2 separate regions of the Pan troglodytes genome follow, and region 1 is linked to region 2. A link is a contact called in public HiChIP or PLAC-seq data. All regions are on one chromosome and are shown on one strand. Each heading gives the region's core, a stretch centred on a gene start, on an enhancer-like site or on the middle of the called end of the contact. The rest is flanking DNA. Distances are from core to core; before and after follow the strand shown.

The links. HiChIP or PLAC-seq counts read pairs in DNA pulled down with a chosen protein or histone mark.
Region 1: an H3K4me3 HiChIP or PLAC-seq map of stem cell-derived excitatory neurons shows a contact between it and region 2, with 7 times the contacts expected there. The contact joins the promoter of SENP3 here to the promoter of GPS2 in region 2. A contact is called at or near these places in 1 of 7 Hi-C or Micro-C datasets (stem cell-derived neural progenitor cells) and 1 of 1 datasets of contacts at active chromatin or transcription factors (stem cell-derived excitatory neurons).

The regions. Positions count from the first base shown.
Region 1 is chr19:18,072,536-18,076,146 of NHGRI_mPanTro3-v2.0_pri, reverse strand. SENP3 (SUMO specific peptidase 3) reads right to left here and starts at 1,673. Exons shown (of 11, transcript NM_001205128.4): 1 at 1,379-1,673; 2 at 1-576. The coding sequence starts at 565. It overlaps TNFSF13 (TNF superfamily member 13), which reads right to left. Exons shown (of 6, transcript NM_001205130.2): 4 at 3,491-3,609; 5 at 3,170-3,308; 6 at 2,050-2,934. The coding sequence ends at 2,825.
Region 2 is chr19:17,827,778-17,831,237 of NHGRI_mPanTro3-v2.0_pri, reverse strand. It overlaps GPS2 (G protein pathway suppressor 2), which reads left to right and starts at 1,681. Exons shown (of 11, transcript XM_511971.9): 1 at 1,681-1,861; 2 at 2,079-2,239; 3 at 2,604-2,713; 4 at 2,798-2,910; 5 at 3,042-3,121; 6 at 3,213-3,295. The coding sequence starts at 2,146. It overlaps NEURL4 (neuralized E3 ubiquitin protein ligase 4), which reads left to right. Exons shown (of 29, transcript XM_016931420.3): 29 at 865-1,559. The coding sequence ends at 1,069.

The DNA of each region.
Region 1 (3,611 bases), core at 424-2,923, 240 kb before region 2:
GGGAGTCAAAACGACAACAGGGGGATGGCACCTGTGGCGTCGCACCCCCTTCCTGGGGTGAAAGATGGTTCTTGGGGTGTGCGAGGCCCCGCCGCCGGCCCCGGTGGCGCCCCCAAAGCTTCCAGTGGAATGTCAGCGAGGTGCTTTTTGAGTAGAGCAGCATCCGGAAGGCTCTCATGGCTCGGCGGCGGCGCTGTGAGCAGGTTTTTCGATGAGTGGGGCGGGAAGGGCGGGGCCGCTGGGAGGTTCCCAGCTGACTCCATCTTGGGGGCAGCCTCCAAGCTGCCACTTCCTCCTCTTCATCTTCATCCTCCTCCTCCTCCTCTTCTTCCTCCTCTTCACTTGCTGAGGCATCAAAAGAGGGTCGGGGGACAGGGAGGCGTCTGGCTGGCACTGTGGTCCCTGACCCAGGATCTGGCCCAAACCCTCCACCTGACTTGAGTCGGGGTTTGGGAGGTGGGGGCCAACGAAGACGCTCCCGCCTGGGACTTGAGTAAGCTGGGGGTATGCCGGGTCCAGGAGGCTCAGGCCCCCAGGACCCGGTCCCTTGTATAGTCTCTTTCATCTTCCAGTACCCTGAAAAACAAAAGATCAGGGTATCAAAATCTAAGCATCACCCCACCGCAGATCCTGCCTCTCTTCCTGGCCATGCCTCCTCTGGATTCAGATGCAAATAAAGAAAAGAGGAAAAAACGCAAAACTCCTAACTTAAGATCTTCCCAGTTAACGCGGTCCACAAGGGGCCCTTTAGGGTCTGTGCCATCATCTCTCCCCAGTCCAGAGACAAGGGAAAATGGCTAAGCAGCAGGCCTCAGAGATCTTATTTCTAGGATCACCAGGCCAAACCCAATAGCACTGCCAGGTTCTACGTCTTTATTTTAATACCACCAGGGCTGTCCTTTGAGGGCCCAACAAGGGCAATTTCTTTCCTCAGGGACATGATAACCGTGGTACTTGAGGAGAATGCAACTTGCACGTGGAAACTGGACTGGAATGGGAGACAGTTCTCTAACACCCTGGATGAACGGGGGGCATGGGAAGGCTGCGGTCATCTCAAGTGCAGATGCCAGGGATATGGTTCAGGGGGCAGAGGCTGATAAACGGGGAAGAACTTTGAAGGAAACTTAAAGAGAACCGAATCAAGACGCTGGGACAGAACGGAGCGCACAAGCCAGGCCGGCCCAGCCCCCTCCTACTTCATCCTCGGGGACCAGAATGCAACCCGGCACCAGTCCGGTCCCACGAGCTTGGATGGCTCGGCGCACACGGGCCTTAAGAAGCCCCTATGCGGGCCTCTGGGCCCCGGTTCGGTGGGAGCGAGGCCCAGGAATGGGAGAGGCCAAGGCAGGGCTGGGGGGAGGGGAGGGGGCGTCCTCACCGGGAGCGGGGAAGCCGGGCGGACGGGCCCGAAGGCGGGCGTCTCCGGCCTCAAGCTTCCCGGCTCATCTCTCCGGCGACGGCGGCGGCCCCGCCACTCCTGCTGTCTTTAGGCGCAGCCGTCTCAATTCAGGATTCCAACGCTTCTGGGCCGCGTGCCGCGCCGCCGAGCACCCCGCCGCGCCGCCTCTGGCTCTGCTTCAGCTTCAGCTTCCACCTCCACCTCCACCTCCGCCACCGCCACCACCAGCGCCGCCGCCGCCGCCGCCACTCCTCCCCCCCTCCTCCTTCCCCTCCCGCGAGCCCCGGGCCCACCGGCAGCGGTGGCGCACGATTAGTACGTCACACCCGGCGAAGAGCGCCGGCGCGGCCACCAAGCGCGCAGTCCCGTCTACCCGAGGACGCCGGCGCCACGGGACTGGCCAGCCCAGAGCGCTACGCGAGGCTGCGCCTGCGCACATCCGCCGCCCGGCCGCGCGTGGCGGCCCCGCCACTTTCCCTTTTGCGCCGCGCTCTGTCTTCGCCGCGCTCTGTCTTCTCCGCGCTCGCGGGCCTGACCCTAGCGGCATCCCCAGTACCTTGATCCGGCGGGGGGCGCGCCACAGGAGAGCCAGGAGGGCGGGAGATCCCCGTACGAGGACCGGGCTGAGGCGAGGCAGTGGGGGAAATGGAGCCGGGGTATCATTCATTCTATTTTATTTAACTTTAAGCAGGGCTTGATCAGAAAGAAGAGCTCAGAGGAGTGAGGCAACACCAACACCAGGGCGTACGATACATCCGAGGCTCCTCCGACACCAGTTCCAGCCCGGAAGGGCTTGGAATGGCCTGCCACGCCGGGGCAATGGAGCGCGTGAAAGCCAAACCTTGGGACCCGAAGAGTAATTTGACTGCGAAGGCACCGTCATCGTCGGGCACCCCCTGTAGACGGGCGCATAATAGCTACATCTCTGGAGATAGTGATGGAAACTGGGGTCCGATAGATGGAGAGAAGGACGTAGGATAAGGCTTCTTGTGGGGTGAAGAGGCAGAGGGCACCTGGAGAGAGGTGTGACATGGAGAACCAGGGGTTTTCCCTAGCAGAGGGCGGCTTCGTGGACTTCGGCCAACCGGCGGGTGCTTCCCTCGAGCGGCCGCTAGATGGTGGTGCTGTTCTGGATGCTTCCAGTGGGCCCCGACCAGGTCTGGACAATGCCTGGCGCCCGTCCCCCGCCCCTCATCTACACACACGCAAGAATTCGGAGCTCCATGGGGAACAGAAGCAAGATATCCGTAAAATCAAAGTCTAGGGGGTGGGAATGAAAAGGGAAAAGTGAGGAACGGGGAGCCAAACCCAGGAAGACGCCTCTGTTCCTGCACATTCCCTCTCCTTTATATACTCAGCTCTTGGCTGTCTCCAGTATGTACCCACCCTGGTCTTCCAAGCTGGGAGCCACTTTTTATAACACAATCACAGTTTCACAAACCCCAGGAAGGTTCCATGTGGAGAGAGGTTAAGTTTCGCCCTTGCCCGGGGAATTATGACACTCAGAATATCCCCTTGGTGTAAATGGAAGACACCTGAGAAAAGAGAGAAAGTAGATTCGCAGTGAAGCACAGCCATCCAGATGCCCTGTTTCCCCCTGCCTTCTCCAGCTCCACCGTTCCTCTGCCTCCTGTAAGGACCCGGCATTCTGCACTTCACTCCTCAGACCCGCCTCTGTTTAGGTTTCCAACCTCCCTCCTAGCGGTAGCTCCCTGCACTGCTACCCCCGGGCAGAGACGTCCTGCTTTCGGCTGCCCACAGGGCTCTCACCTGCGCTATAGCAGCTGTTGTAGGCCCGGTCCGGGTGGGAGGGCATACTTCTTATACATCGGAATAGAGTCTCCTGCCTTCCTTGGCCTTCTCGAGACACCACCTGACCCATGGTGAAAGTCACGTCTTGAAACAGGACCTGGCAGGGAAGGGAGATGTTGAAGAAAACAGGATGGCCTGGCTCAGTTCTGGGAGGCCTCAGGAGTGCTAACGAGGGAAGAAAGAAGGGTCTGCTAGGTTTGGTATGAATAGAGGGGTCAGGAACCCTCAGTAGGGGGCCAAAGAGGCCCTCTGTGAAGCTCAGAGTGTGGCTGGGGTTACCTGGCTATACAGCAGATAAACTCCAGCATCCTGGATTCGGACACCATATCCTTGGGCCTGTAGGCCTCTCCCACGCCTAAGAGCTGGTTGCCACATCACCTCTGTCACATCGGAGTCATCT
Region 2 (3,460 bases), core at 432-2,931:
GGGTGGGGAGAGATCTCCAGGGGCTCGGATGGAGAGGGCCCCAGCGCAGCCACTGGGGTCTTCGTGATTCGCCCTCCCCTTTTCTCATCTCGTCTTGCTAGCTGCCAGTCTCCAACTCAGCCCTTTCTTCATTCATTGAACAAATACTACTTATATACTCTTCTAGTGGGCAAAAAAAGGAACCTTGCTCTTGTGGAACTTCTGCCTTTTCTCTCTATAATGTTCATACGTAATAAGTATTATTTATTTATTTATTTTTATTTATTTTTTTTTTTGAGACGGAGTCCTGCTCTGTCACCCAGGCTGGAGTGCAGTGGCGTGATCTCACTGCAACCTCCACCTCCTGGGTTCAAGCGATTCTCCTGCCTCAGCCTCCTGAGTAGCTGGGACTACAGGCACGCACCACCAAGCCCGGCTAATTTTTGTATTTTTAGTAGAGACGGGGTTTCGCCATGTTGGCCAGGATGGTCTCGATCTCCTGACCTCGTGATCCGCCCACCTCGGCCTCCCAAAGGGCTGGGACAGGCGTGAGCCACCGCGCCCCGCCAGTATTTAGTATTTTTAAAGGTAATACGTAAGGACTATGGAAACAGAGAAAGAATGGGGCGGAGACAGCAGTGCGGTTGGTGTGGACATCCTAAGAAGGTGGGAGAGATTCGAGCAAAGGCTTGAAGAAGGAAGTGAAGGGTGTAGCTGAGCAGGCTTTGGGAGGAAGAGCATTTCAGGTAGAACAGCTAGAGCGAAGTTCCCATAAGGTGGGAGTATTTCCTAGGTACAGCAAGGCTTGTGTGGTTGGAACAGACTTTGCAAGGGGGAGGTGATGGGGCGAGAGGCTTCACTCCCTTATTTTGTCTTGTCTGACAGATTCCGGGACCCCAAATCCCAGCGGACGCACCAGGCTCAGGTGGCGTTCCAGGTGTGTGTGCGCCCTGGCTCCTACACCCCGGGACCCCCTTCCGCTGCCCTTGGAGAACCTCCTGACCCTCACTTCAGTCCAGCCGAACTTGAGTGGGTCACTAAGGAGAAGGGGGCCACACTCCTCTGTGCCCTGCTGGTACGGGTGGAATGAGGGGTGAGACACCACTACTACAAGCACAGTCGGGCCGCGGGCCCATGGACTCTGAGTGGCGACTGCCTCCACCTCATTCCCGTGACTCGTGGCATGCGCAGGTGCTGGAGCTTGGCAGCCGCGCAGGAGCATGTAGGCAGGCTCTCAGATGTAGGTGGCAAGTGGCACAGCTCCATGTCCGGAGGCCCAGCACTCCGTCTGATGGGAGGAGCCGTGGGAGCCCAGCTCCAGGCCCTGGTACCCCTCTTCATGCACTGATTTGGGGAACATGACTCCCTTTTACTCCCCTACCCCACATCACTTAATTTATTTCCGTTTTTGTTTCTGGTTACTGTGAATCCCAGAGGAGTCTCTCCCTGTGCCCACATGAAGCTGCTTTTTCCGGGGCCACCGGGCGGGAGTGGGGAAGGGTGGGCGCACGGAAGATGGGGGCCTCTGTACAGTTGTTACTGACTCTGATTTCTAAGGAGCCAATAAACACCGTCTCAGAGCCTCCGCCTCGGCCTCTCTCTCGCGCGCCCCTCTCCGGAGCCCGCGTCCCCTGGGGTGCCACCAGGTGGGCCCGCGAAATTAAAGAGAGCTGAGGATGCCAAGGCCAGTCTGCAGCGGTCGTCGCTCACGTTCCCGGCGACGGGGTTTGTACGCCGCGGGCACCCGTCGCAGCGCGCTTCCGCCTTCTTTCACCTGTGAGGTCGGCCGCCGCCGTGACTCCGGAAGGACTCGGCCGGGCCGCCGGATGTGACGCAGGGGCCAGGGCGCGTCGGAGCCGCTGAGAAAGCGCAGAGAAGGCGGGTAGGAAGGGCCGGCGTCCGGGCTGGCTGGGCAGGGAGCGGGAGCGGCAGCAGCGAGCCGGGGACCCCGGCGCCGCCCGCGTGCGGTGGGGCAGGGGCTGCGGTCCCGGCCGGGTGGCGGGCTCCTGGGACACGTGACCGGGGCGGCGAGCGGGCCGGGCGGACGGGCTTCCGCCTGGGCCGGGCGCGGCCCCCTCTGAGCGCCCGCCTCCCCGCAGGCCCCGTCTGAGGTCTGGCAGTCAGAGACAGCCGGGCGCCCACGGCCCGAGCGCCCACGGCAGCACCATGCCCGCACTCCTGGAGCGCCCCAAGCTTTCCAACGCCATGGCCAGGGCGCTGCACCGGCACATTATGATGGAGCGGGAGCGCAAGCGGCAGGGTGAGCCGGGGCCATAGCAGGGGGACGCACGGCCCAGAATGGCTCCTGTACCTCAAGGCTGGCCTCAACCCACCGGCCAACCAGCGCGCCCGCTGCCGAGCGCAGAGGAGGGAAGGAATTATAGCCCCGTTGTGGTGGGATTTAAGCGTCCTGTTCCATGCTCCAGAACCCTTGAGATGGGAAGGACCTTGGAGAGCACCTGATAAAGCCTTTCCGTTCCCTATTGCCGCGATGGGGAGCTTGTCCCCTCGAGGCAAAGAGCACACAGGCGTGTTGGGATGACTGGGTTTTGCTGGTCTTCAATCTGTAACGTTGGAATTGTTTTCACTACCCTGCCTCTTCTTCATTCTGCCTGATTCTCCAGAGGAAGAAGAGGTGGATAAGATGATGGAACAGAAGATGAAGGAAGAACAGGAGAGAAGAAAGAAAAAGGAGATGGAAGAGAGAATGTCACTAGAGGAGACCAAGGAACAAGTAAGCAGTCCCTTGAACTTTCCCAGCTTTGATTTCTTCGTTTGACTCTCCCTGCCTTCGTCTTCTTTTCCCACCCCATCCCAGATTCTGAAGTTGGAGGAGAAGCTTTTGGCCCTACAGGAAGAGAAGCACCAGCTTTTCCTGCAGCTCAAGAAAGTTTTACATGAGGAAGAAAAACGGAGGCGAAAGGAACAGAGGTGGGATCAGAGTGCTAAAAACTGAAATGGGGGCCAAGTGGAACTGGGATCAGGTAGTAAAAGAACCAGTGTTTAATGGCAAAAGAGAAGGCATCTGTCCTTGACTTTGACCTGTCTTCCTTTCACTCCAGTGACCTGACCACCCTGACATCAGCTGCATACCAGCAGAGCCTGACTGTTCACACAGGAACTCATCTCCTCAGCATGCAGGGTGAGGACTAAAGAAACCACCTGATGGAACCGGCCTTCTTGGAGGTCACAGCCTCCCATTTCAGCATCATGAAGCCCTTCTCCCTTTCTAGGGAGCCCTGGAGGACACAATCGCCCAGGCACCCTCATGGCAGCTGACAGAGCCAAACAAATGTTTGGACCCCAAGTGCTTACGGTGAGAGTAGGATTGGATGCCTAGCCCCTAGTACTTCCATCCATGCATCCTTGCCACCAGTATTCAAGTCACAAACATATCAAGCACTTAAGTTTAGGGGGAAACGGGGCATACAGATACACACAAGTCACTGGGTTTCAGCTTTCAAGGAGTTTGTAGGCGAGT